3 separate regions of the Zea mays genome follow, and all the other regions are linked to region 1. Evidence: chromatin contacts called from public Hi-C data. All regions are on one chromosome and are shown on one strand. Each heading gives the region's core, a stretch centred on a gene start, on an enhancer-like site or on the middle of the called end of the contact. The rest is flanking DNA. Distances are from core to core; before and after follow the strand shown. Region 1 holds the start of LOC103632907. Region 2 holds the start of LOC100384451. Region 3 holds the start of LOC100282915 (TMV-MP30 binding protein 2C).

Region 1 (4,063 bases), core at 922-3,421:
ACATTCTGAAGTATATTTGTGGTGCTGCTCCACTGGTTCACTGTCAGGGTTCAAATTTCTTGACTTAACATGATTAAGCAACAACCTTCCCATAGAATGAGGTCCCTGAGAACTGGTAGAAGATGGGTCTTCACTTGAAGGATTTGTAAAAGCAAGATCAAGATGGTTACTTTTCAGACTAGATTCCTGCTGCTGACCTGTTTGTTCACTGGAAGGATTCATACAAACTGATTCAGCAACATCAAATTGAAGTATTTTTGGCTCAACCAGTAAGTGAGTTTCAGGAATTCGGTGGCATAGGCATACACTATCTGCAGTGTTTGGCTTAGAGAAATCTGGAAGTGGCGCACCCAGTGAATCTCTAATAGAACAGTTGTTACTGACCCCGATATCGCTATCAGAACAGATAATTTTGTTCTCCACAATCAACGGCGGGAAACCATCTAACTTAACTCCTTGGTCTTCAGGATTGTTGTTGCACTTCAAGAAGTCAATTGACTTCCCTTGAATGGCACAAAAACCACTACCCTGGCCTGGATCTGATGTTGTTGCAGCAAGGTTTGGGACATCATCACACGGCATCAAAGATGATGCAGCAGCTCTGTTTGACCCCACAGTCTTAAGGTTAGACCTATGCATCCCATCACAGCTTCCGCTCTTTGCAGCTTGATCCTGTCCATGCACACGATCTTCAATATGCATTTGCCTTGTCCTGGAACGCTGAATCCTTGAAAACATTTTGTCTGCAGTGCAAGACTCAGTAAGCTCCTGGGCAAGTGAAGACTGCTCTTGATGCTCCTCTTCATGTTGGTTAGTACCCATAGCAGTGCAATTAGTGTTTGGGTAGCCATCATATCCATTTGGATCCCCTGATTTTGTGGACAGAGTGCTAGGAATAGCTAGAGGCAGAAAGACGGTCCTATTGATAGCTGGTGTTGTGATCTGTCTTCCAGTCAGAACAATTGGTTTGCCATTCAGCTCTACACATAAATGGAGTACTTAAATATATATAAATAAAGCGCAAGATAGTAACAGTGCACAAATGGATAACATGAAACAACATTCACAGCATAAAAGTTAAACATAATGTACGAACGTTCAATGATGGTTGAGGTGCAACACTTAGGTATTTCAATGTTACAAAAGTTTATTAGTACTGCAGACTCCCAAAAAAATACAAACACAATGATAATTATTTTTCGTTTCATTTATTAGCTGAAAACTATATTACCTGTGGAACCATTTAAAATACAATATAGTGGCAATGACAAACCATAATGTGTATATATAGTTATGCTAATGTTCAGTTGTAGTCATCGTACAGAAAGGCTGAACCCTAGGTTTCTCTAAATCTTAAGTAACATAATCCTCATCTGCAGCGCTTCTCTGATGCAAATTACTGCTGTCATGACTCATGACCATCTTGCCACAAATACGTGGGAAAATATGCCATTTTATTACTAGCCAGCGAATTTTAAGCGTATGGCCTCCTTGCTCTGAAAACGAACAAGCTACACAGCAACTCACCTCAAAGTATCTCGCATTTAACAAATTCGGAGGAGCTAAGCTAACCAAATTAATCCTCCACAAACTGTTGTCGCTGGAAACAAATTGTATCCAGCTACAACCTGCTATAGGGAAACCTAAGCTCGAAATCACCACTATCCACCAACCCTACCATTGGAGCTACGCGAGCCTTGATCCCAATCGAGATCAGCCCCAACAGCCAACACAATCCACCACCGCCCCGCTCAGGAACCACCCGAATCACCAGCGCGGAGACAGAAGAGCAAGTGATGGAGAGGGGGGAGTTGGGACGCACCTTGGGGCAGGGTGGTGGAAGGGATGAGCCATTCCGGGGGCTGGTGACCGGCGGCGAGGAGGCTGGAGGCGAGGGTCTGGGAGTAGAAGTCGGCCTGCTGCTGCACCTGCGCGGCCACCCGGTCCCTGCTCTCGAAAGCCTGCATGAACAGATGCTCCATGGCTGACCGGCTCGGCTCTCCGGAGGTCGCTGCGGGGCTTAGGGTTTGGGCATGGAGGTGGAAGAGGGCCAGCAACGGTAAGCGGGTGTAGGAGTGGGACGGTGGTGAAAGGCTCGAAAATTTTGAATCGGGCAGGAGGGCGACCGAGGCTGGAGTGAGGAATGGGACGACAAGATCTGTGGCTTGTGGGGGACGCGGTGAGGTCACCGCTTGTGGTCGACTCCGACGGTCTCGATGGCTGGATCTAGACATGTCAACGGTACGATACCACTAAGGTTCAGTTATAAAAGATGAAATCATAACATTGATCCGGATCTAGATTAAATAAATTTATACCTCACACTAAATTCCATAATAGAGTTAAATTCATTATTTAATCTATGTATCTCATAAAGCTAGTTATTCTTTTGATCTATAGATTCTAATATAAACTTGTGAAATATCTTCATAGATTTGTTCATACTTAATGAAATATGGATAAAATTCATATCTTCCCTAGTTTAAAAAATTCCAAACCCTTGAGTTATAATCTGTAATGGGTTTAACCAAAATTTTGAGTAGATTTGGATTATTTTTGGATATGGATTGTGACATAAATTTAATTCTAATCCATGCAAATCTAGAGTTGGATTGGTGTAAACGAACAAGACGTAACTCGTTGGAAATTCTCGATTGATTTGGTGACAAGGGGATCATGGAGGATTGGGTGTTGGAGGAAATGAACTAATTTCTCTCTCAATCCCCTCCAATCCTCCTGTGACCTCTGGTCACCAAATCAGCCAGGGTTAGGGTATGAAATGAAATTGTCCCCATAGGTAAAAATATTAGACAAAATATTCACTCATTAGGTAAGCAGGTATGGGTATTAGAAGCAACCATCCAAACTCGATTACCCATGGGTAATATTCACCCAGTAAAAATAGTTGTGCAACCTAATAAGCAATATGTACAACAACTAACCCTATCTATCCCAACCCGTTTAAGCACTCAGCCACCCAAAACCTAAACAGCCAGCCACCAGCCGCCTGCCCACCAGTATATGTGTCACTAGTTTTTATTTTTATTGTTTTGTATGGTTAAACTATGGTTTACTTGTTACATATCAGATTTAGTGGTTGTGTATTGTTGTTGGATGTCGTGTGGCTATTAATGTCATATAAAATATAATGTGATAATATTTTTCTTGTGGGGGATGATGACTAATTGGGGACCCGGTACCTGAATGGGTACGGGTATGGGATGAATCTTATATCCATGATGGGTATGAGTATGGCGATGGGGATGAATATAACTTCATGGAAATGGGTATGGGGTGTCCAAACCCGATGTGGAATTCCCCATTGACACCTCTAGCTGGATCTGTCCGCGCGCGTATGGATGGCAACACCGAATTCCCATCACTCGTTACTATGACAAAAAAAATTCCACACGAGAATCCCTACAAACGTTTGTGAGGGACATTTCTTATTCATCTCCGTTCTTCATAGGGATAAATCCCCGGCGAGATCCTTGTTTCTGCTTAAACTGCAATTAGGATGTATATCTTTTATTATTAATACAAAACATCATCACTTATATACATTGTTAGATGTAAGAAATTATTATGTATACATCAAAATAAACACATTTGTACACAAATAAACATCATCACTTATATACATTGTCAGATTTAAGATATGGTAGACTAGGGTTAAATTCTGGCTCACGTCGTTGAGGATCTGTTGAGTGATTTCCCCAGTTCTTCCTCTCACTGAGGAGCATGACCGTAACTTCGAGTCGGATAACGAAACCTGTGTTGGTTGTATCTTGACATTGTTGTCAGATCAACTATATGACATACACATGCACCACGAACTGGCTCGTGATTTATGGGAGACCCTGGACAGGATGTATACTGAATCAGATGTTGGACGTGAACTTTACGTTAATGAGTAGTACCATGTGTAAGGAAAATGGACCCCAAGCCATTTGACTCAATAGATTTTGGTGTTTGATGGTCAACATAACCGGTGGACTAATATGTTTGCTAGTGTTTGTGTTTGTAGTTCACAGGATGCTAAAGTTACTTGGACCAAGGCATT
Region 2 (4,063 bases), core at 650-3,149, 390 kb after region 1:
TGCTTTTGTGTTAGTACGTCTGAGGCAGAGGCAGAGCACCGCTTGCTTGCTGGAAAACGCAGGACGCCGGCTGCGTTGGTTTCTATGATGACGCGATTATTGCGTCACCTTTGGAATGCGTGGTGATTGTTCTATTGCTATGGTTTATTTGCTCCCACCTGTTGCTATAGTACGTGGATTGTCTTTCAAGCTCCTTGGTGTCAGTGTTGATGCATTGGTGATACAGATATAGGGAGTAGTGATAGTCGTAGAGTGGAAGTAAACCACCTTAGGGCCTGTTCGATTCTGCAGGAACGCACCAAGAATTGTTCCTGTTGATAAAAACTTATACAAATTAGAAAAGCAATCTGGCCAGTAACAGTTCCGGTAGTCCATTCCATATCAACCGAACGAGCCCTTACTCGGTTAATGAATGCATCTTGGATCCGTTCCAAATGAAATCAACCTCTAAGTAGGAGTAACTCCTAATTCGAATTATTTTAATTTTGATCGAATTTATAGAAGAAGGAGAAAAAACATTAATATCTGCGAGACCAAATCAATACCAGCACTAGACGCATCATGAAATAACGTTGCATAATATGCTTATTTTGGTGTTGTAAACGATCTTACCATCTCCCATAAAGTTGGTCAAGTACAATATAGTTTGGCATAGTTCTAAGAAATGGTTTTATTTTTAGGGAGGAGATAGTAACAGTGAAAAGCACCGTCTCTTCTTCGCAGAAACGGCACTCTAGGTGGTAGAGCTCGCTTGAAGGGTGGCTACCAACGGGGAGAGTGGGGGAGCAAGAGCGCGCGTGTCAGGTTCATCCTGTACTGACTCATCAGTTCACGCCTTGCCATGTCTGATCGTGTCCTAGACGATAATAAGTCGACAGGTTCAGGCTAGGTTAGACAGCTGCTCCCAGAAGTGTTTGTTTGACAGAAGAAAACCTTACGTGTCAATTGTGACGACCGCGTGCCAGCTGCTTATGCAAGTATAACCCTGATAATCAGACAAGTTTTCTGTTGAAGACGATACCAGAATCTTACCGCTATTGCTCCAACCCAGTGCCAGTTTGGTAGCACGCCAAATGTGATGCCGTTGCGAGAAGAAGAGCAATCTCGCAGCGATTGGTCCAGAGCAAACATTCCTCTCCCTATACGCAAAGCGATGCCTGGCTCCAGCCAGGGGTGGCTCACTGGCCTTTCTCAAGCTGAAGACGATGAGGCCCCCCTCGGTTTTTGGATGGCTCCATGGGATCCATGCACAGAAGCAGCCCCACGGACATTCCGGCTGTCATCCACTCCTTTTTTTTTAACTTTCCCATTTGTGGCATCTTATTTCTCTTTGGCACTTGGCAGGCCAGAACATTCAAAAGTGCCGTGCGGGTCATAGCCTAATCCTGCCCCACATGCCAGTGTCACTAGTTGCAGATGACCCGTTTTTTCTCTGATATATCTCCAGTCTCATATATCTCAGTCTATCTTATATATAAGCCGGAATTTTTATTAGCAATCTCAAAATCTTCTGGCAGCACAAACCGACGTTAACAGACTTTTTCTTTGTTGAGAACCTATCTTTACAATATACATCTTTTAAATTTAAAACATTTATCTTTTAGATATTAGCACTACACTAGTTAATGCTTTAAAATTGGGTTCGGACAAAACTAGATGCACTCGACTCGCATCTGTAGTTGTCCAATGCGCGTGCTGAAGTCAAACCGGAGGCTTCCTGCACCGAGTCCATGTCCACTGTTCCCCCGACATACAGACCCCGCACATTGGTTTTCCCCTCACAGGCCCGTAGCCTCTGCCCACGCAGGGTCTCAGGCCTCCCTCTCGGCTCTTGCACACGGACAGGCCCCGTGCGCGTACAAATAAGCCAAGCTGGGCGGCCATCCACACGGGCGCGAACTTGACACGCGCCCCCTGCCCCGCCGCCGCAGTTCTCACCTCTCACGGCCACGCCGGCACGTCCGCTCGCGCGCACACTGTTTTTTTTTTCTTGGTAAGGGCCGGCGGCCGGGCCGATAATCGTAAAGGAAGGCGAGGCAATACACCCACCGAGAGAGAAGAACTAAGCTTTGGACACGGAAGATCGCAAGAGCCTCAACCACACTATTCAGGTGGCCTAGGACTCTACGAGGGACGTTCGTCGTGCCTCGGATGAGATGGGTGGCGGCGGCGGAGGAGGAGGAGGCGGGAAGTCCGAGAAGGCGCGGCGTTCGTCGGCGCGGGTGAGGTTGTGGGTCGCGCGCGCCAGCACCGTGCTGCTCTGGACGTGCCTCGTCCAGCTCGCGGCCTACCGGGAGCTCTGGGCGCCCAGCGTGCTCTCCAGGTGGCCTGGCTGCCTCAACCAGCCGCACGTCGTGCAGAGGCCATCGGAGCGTGTGGCGGACGCCGGCCAGACGCAGGCAGCGCGCGCTTTGGTGGTGCTCCCACCCAAAAGTAAGTTGGTGGCTTCTTGGTTCATGTTTTTTTTTTGTTTTTGGAATCAAGCTTCTCTTCTTCCATTGGTCAGGAATTTCTTGGTTCTGTCCTTCCCCTTTGAGAACTTTCGGTGTGAGTCGTTTCTCCCTTCTTACCGCGAAGAGATCATCTTCTCCCCACAACCTCCCCCCTCAGTGAACTTTGAATTGTCTAATCTTTCTCATTTCAGTTGCAGTGTACGTATTCGATGTAGGTTATTTCTAGTCCAATTCAATTCTGTGTTCGCTTTGTCTAGTCACCGGCCAATTTATTTGCCGGCCTAGCTCTGCAGATTAATTCCATTTGACCGCTCCATGTATTTTTCATGACTTCATGTACCTACGCATTACGTCAAGGCACCAGTAAAAGCATGGACGATCGTTTGATTTTTACCAATACTACGTGCAGGAATCTACAGGAACAACGGCTATCTGATGGTCTCCTGCAACGGCGGGCTTAACCAGATGCGAGCAGCAGTAAGCACTGTGTATCGAAATCTAAATACAATTGTCACAAGTTACATCTATGAATGTCTGCCATCGTTAAGCTTTATAATGTGTCTGATACTGAAAATTCAGGCCTCAAGGTTCCACCTATTTCTTGTTGTTGTTGTTGAGACAGATTTGTGACATGGTAACCATCGCAAGGTATCTGAACGTTACTCTCATCGTACCGGAGTTGGATAAGGCTTCATTTTGGGCTGATCCCAGGTACTATTTTCCTTTCTTTCTTTCTATACCGATTCTCTTTTCTGTTCCCTTTCTAAAAAGAACCGTTTTCTTCGGTTTATTCTTTCGCAGCGATTTCCAAGACATATTTGACGTGGACTACTTCATAGCGTCGCTGAGAGACGAGGTCCGGATCCTGAAGCAGCTGCCTCCGAGGCTCAAGAGAAGAGTGGAGATGGGATCCCTCCGGTCCCTGCCACCAGTCAGCTGGTCCGACATCGGCTACTACCGCCGTCAGGTTCGGTCGCGTCCTCCTTAACATCGCGAGCTGAAACCGAATCCGAAACCAGGTGAAGACTGTTTGTTTCATTGGGTGGTGTGGTGGTGGGGAAAAAAAACAGATTCTGCCTCTGGTAAAGAAGTACAAGGTCGTTCACCTGAACAGGACGGATGCCCGGCTCGCGAACAACGGCCTGCCCGTGGAGATGCAGAGACTGCGGTGTCGCGTCAACTACAATGCCCTGAGATTTACCCCTGAAATCGAGGATCTGGGCAGACGCCTGGTTCGAGCTCTTCGCCGGAACGGGCCCTTTGTGGTCCTTCACTTGCGGTATGAGATGGACATGCTTGCCTTCTCCGGATGCACGCACGGTTGCAGCAGCATGGAGGCTCAAGAGCTCACGAAGATGAGGTAGAGCTACATCGTCCTCGTGACGTCCCCCTCCCCAAGATTTCCCCAGGGTGTGTTTTTCATAACCTATTTTTGTGTGCAAAATAAAAAAAATATAAAAAATTGTATTTTGATCTTTTATAGATATGCCTACCCATGGTGGAAGGAGAAAGTGATCGACTCGGACGCCAAGAGGAAAGACGGGCTGTGTCCGTTAACGCCGGAGGAGACCGCGCTGGTGCTGCAGGCGCTCGGCATTGACCGCGGCTAC
Region 3 (4,063 bases), core at 951-3,450, 260 kb after region 1:
GTTACTACGGTTTTGCTATCAAGTATGTGATAAGAGAACACCTTTAGTTATGTCGCATAAATAAAGGTTGCAGGAGGTGATTCCACATGATGCCAGCAATCTATAGCATGGCACAAACAGTATAAAAGTCGAAGGATCAAATATATCACAATGGACAGAAAACGTTTCAAACATAAATAACAGGATCACCTATTAGCAATACAATAATTTGGGGAAAAACTGCAGGAAGTGTAGAATTATGAAGTTGGCCCCCCTTTCGTGCTTGAATATGGATTCGCTGAACCATGGAATAACAACAGTGAATGCCATGCAACAGTATAGGTAGAGCTTCCTGAGAAGTGCCCCCTTTGTGATCAAGAGGATGAAACTTTAGACCATCTCCTTGTTACCTGTTCTTTCTCGAGGGAATTATGGTATCTGCTACTAAGGAAATTTGGTCTGCATTCTCTTGCTCCACAACCGGATATTGGCTCATATCTGGGTTGGTGGGAAGAGGTGGGGGCTGTTGTTAACGGACTCACCAAAAAAGGACTTGACTCCCTTATCATCCTGGGAGCCTGGATTTTGTGGAACCATAGAAATAAATGTGTCTTTGATGGTTGCAGCCCTAATGTTATCATGAGTCTTAGAGCTGCTGATGAGGAAAGAAAAAAATGGGAGATTGTCGGTGCCAAGGGCCTTTTCCATTTGGCAGCACCATTAGCTGAGAATTAAGGAGGGCCTTTTGGTTTCCTTTGGTAGCTGTCCTATTTTGATGGATTTTTTTATGTATGCTTGCTACTGGCCTCCATAGGGAGGCCTCTTGTATTGGTCTTCTTAAGACCACCCCTTTTTTCTGCTTAATATATAATGGGGCGCAGTTCTCCTTCGCTTTCGAGAAGAAGAAAAAAGTATAGTTAAAGCCTCAAAGTATAGCACCTGGAGTTCCTTTGTCCAGTACAGTTCAACATCAATCATGAAATGATAATACAAAGATGGACTAACTAGTGGGATCATCCCAGGTTTATAAAAAGTGATGCATATCTAATGACGCTATTTTCTATATAACCATTTGAATTAGCCCTTAATTGGGCTGCAAAGTATTATCAACAACAGTGAATGATACCAAAAGAAAATCACAATTGATTAATATTACCCTAAAACAAAAAAAACTACACCTGTACAGCAAGATATCAATTTTCTCTAACAATAATGTGATCTTTCTCGCGTGGAATTACAAAGAAAAAGTGTATTCAATGAATGTAATCCACTACAAAAGGTATTGACCACATCTTAATTCACCTTTGCACCGTGCAGCTCTGAACCAGTAGATTCAATCAGCAATTCCTTCTCGGAGAGCTGGCTCCTCAACCCATCAACTGCTTCATTCGCCGCAGTAACTCGGCCGATCAAGTTCTCTGCGGATCTTAGAGCTTCATCTTTTTCATGCAACTTACTTTGCAGGCCACTAAGCTGCTCCTGCAGAGCAGCGACCTCTTCTCTCCGCTTCTGAGCTTGATCCACTTGTGGCCGCTTCTTGGCAGGTGTGGCTCTTGATGGCCTCACGGCCTTTGGAGGGTCAGGAACCTGCACATAGAGATGTTTAGTACTCCACAGTAGCATGGTGCATTTCTGGTAACCGCCAATGTTCACTATTAAAAGATATTCCCCGCTCTACTTCATTAATGCAGTGTCCCGTGCCCAGTCACACCAGCTTCTATGACACTACTGGTACACGAAAGACGAAACAAACAAAAAAAGATTTAAACATCGATCACAGGAACCCCACTTACTACCCAACAAAACAAACAACTGATCCCAAAAGCTAAAAAGACCAGAGCAAAGTTGCAGGTATTTCGAAAGGCATGAGTGGAACCGCACCTTCTTGATCTTGCTCGGGGCCGCGGTGAAAGATACGGAAGACAGCCTCCTGCATCAGAGAATGCGAAACGAACAGCTGGAGCGAGTTCAAAAAGATTCAAACGAAACGGCGGTGCAAATGCAGATCAAGGGAAGGGAGACCTGGAGGAGGGAGCTGAGGCCGCGAGACCGCCTCGGATCCTCGTCCTCGGGGTGGGACCTGCCGGCTTCTCAGCCATCTTCTCCGACTAGGGATGCTGCGGCGGCGGCGGCGAGGGAGGCACGGTCTCTCTCTCAGGTCAGGTAGTTCGGGGTACGGGGAGTGGTGGACCGATTCTATCCGGCACTGTCGTGGACCCGTGAAATTGTCCGAAGGGAGCTTACAACACTAGCACTACCTGTGTAGTGGGCCCAGGGTATGGTTGAGTAGTACACCGCCTACCACTATCAGTCTATCACCGAGCTTTTCTGTAGCTTTTCTTTTAAATTATTATACGAATAAATTGTCTGGATAAGAAATTTAGGGAAGGATGTTTTTCAGTGGGTCCGGCACCCAATGCCCTGTCCAGATTTCTGGGGTCCAAATTTATTCCATACTCTTCTGCACTAAAAAAATATAGTCTAGAATAGTACTCCCTCTGATTTTTTTTATTTACCGTTTGTATGTGAATTTGAACTATCTAACGTCAAATAAAAACAAATTGAGATACTATAGATTAAGTTATTTTAAGTTTGATCAAAAGTATAATTAAGATTCTTTTTAACATAGTTCCTATTCGAAATGCCTGGAACTAAGAGTTAGCATCTAAAATTAGCTATGGAATTCCGAACACCTTCAGCTAATTGTTAACTAACCTCACATTTAATAATTAGTACATTAGCTAACTACACCCACCTAAAACCAGTTAAAACTTTGTAAAAGATTCCCTACCCTTTCAAACTCGTTCGTCCATTCTCGCTATAGGTGTATATTCGGGTCGTCTCAGTCCGGCTCGGCTCAAGCCTGAAAAGGTACGACGTGTTTGAATTTCGAGTTAGGTCGACTCGTAATTATTATGGGTTAGGTCGTGCCGGCCCATAGCCTTAGCCATCAGCCCACGTCCCGACACGTAATTGTTTAAATGTGTCGGGTTTTATTTTAGGTGCATCATTATTTTGGGTGCATCGAATTTATAAAAAGCCCGAAATTCCATTTATAGCTCAAAATTTACATCAGAGCCCAAAATTCACACAATAGTCCAAAATTAAAACCAAAATTAATGAATAATAATAAAACATAAGACAAACAAATTTAATCAAAAGATAAATTAATGTCTCTATTAAGTTACCATAGTTGTGCAATGATTGCCTCGTTAAAACCCCTTTGGCAGAAGGGAAAAAGAGTACAACCAACTCAAGATAGAGTTTTTAAGTTCAATTATTGTCTAATGTTTATAGGAAAAGTAAAATTATATCACATCCTCTAATTCAAAGCTACAAAAGAAAAACATATAACTAGTACAAACTCTAGCTTTGCATTTTTAAATACATGGAAGTACAAAATGAAGTTTCGTTTTAACAAATATAAGAGTCATTTTGTGTCTATCTTAAACGGGTCGTGCTCGTGCCCATCCATGGGTCGTGACCTCGGTACAAGCCCAACCCGATGTATCAGACCGGGCCAAGCCGACACTAAATTATTTTGGTCATGCCATGCATATACCGTGCTTCGGGGCAACCCATTAGGCCTGGCCCAAATGTGCACCTATAATTCTCACGTATGTGTCCTTATTCTGTCTTGCGGGGGCGCAGACGAACCACGACAACCATAACGGTCATTGCCCTCCCGTCGTGTCACGTTGTGCCCTGTTCCGTTGACCTTATGTGACTACCTCGTATATAGCGTTGCCATCGCCCCGCACCGCAGGCGTCCCATCCCGCCACGTCACCTCCTTAATTTGTACCATTATTCAAGATTTTTATATAGATTTTTTAGGAGTGGACAAAGAACCTGATACCGATTACCCGAATCCATACCAATCTACCCGAACCCAATTTGCCTAAACACTAGTTCGGATCCTAGGTATGAAAACCCGAAATCATATTGGGAAAATCAGGTAACGTGCCATGGTACCCAGATTACCCGAAATTACATGTTTCTTGTGATGTATAATATATACTCTTATGAAATGATGACTTTATGTGAACTCTTCAATACCCTAAGTTGTAGTATCTAATGTATTGT

The links. A called contact is a pair of places that touch in the nucleus more often than the background predicts.
Region 2: a Hi-C map of leaf shows a contact between it and region 1, with 5 times the contacts expected there. The contact joins the promoter of LOC100384451 here to the promoter of LOC103632907 in region 1. A contact is called at or near these places in 4 of 25 Hi-C or Micro-C datasets (ear, endosperm and leaf).
Region 3: a contact with region 1 is called in a Hi-C map of bundle sheath, with 2.2 times the contacts expected there. The contact joins the promoter of LOC100282915 here to the promoter of LOC103632907 in region 1. A contact is called at or near these places in 3 of 25 Hi-C or Micro-C datasets (bundle sheath, ear and leaf).

What each region holds. Positions count from the first base shown.
Region 1 is chr7:135,961,050-135,965,112 of Zm-B73-REFERENCE-NAM-5.0, reverse strand. It overlaps LOC103632907, which reads right to left and starts at 2,171. Exons shown (of 9, transcript XM_008654621.3): 1 at 1,823-2,171; 2 at 1-980. The coding sequence starts at 1,982.
Region 2 is chr7:135,572,213-135,576,275 of Zm-B73-REFERENCE-NAM-5.0, reverse strand. LOC100384451 reads left to right here and starts at 1,899. Exons shown (of 8, transcript NM_001176987.2): 1 at 1,899-2,433; 2 at 2,863-2,930; 3 at 3,076-3,164; 4 at 3,255-3,420; 5 at 3,524-3,813; 6 at 3,937-4,063. The coding sequence starts at 2,157. It also overlaps a transcript of LOC100285233 not described here.
Region 3 is chr7:135,698,775-135,702,837 of Zm-B73-REFERENCE-NAM-5.0, reverse strand. It overlaps LOC100282915 (TMV-MP30 binding protein 2C), which reads right to left and starts at 2,200. Exons shown (of 5, transcript NM_001155821.1): 1 at 2,002-2,200; 2 at 1,861-1,909; 3 at 1,282-1,566. The coding sequence starts at 2,078.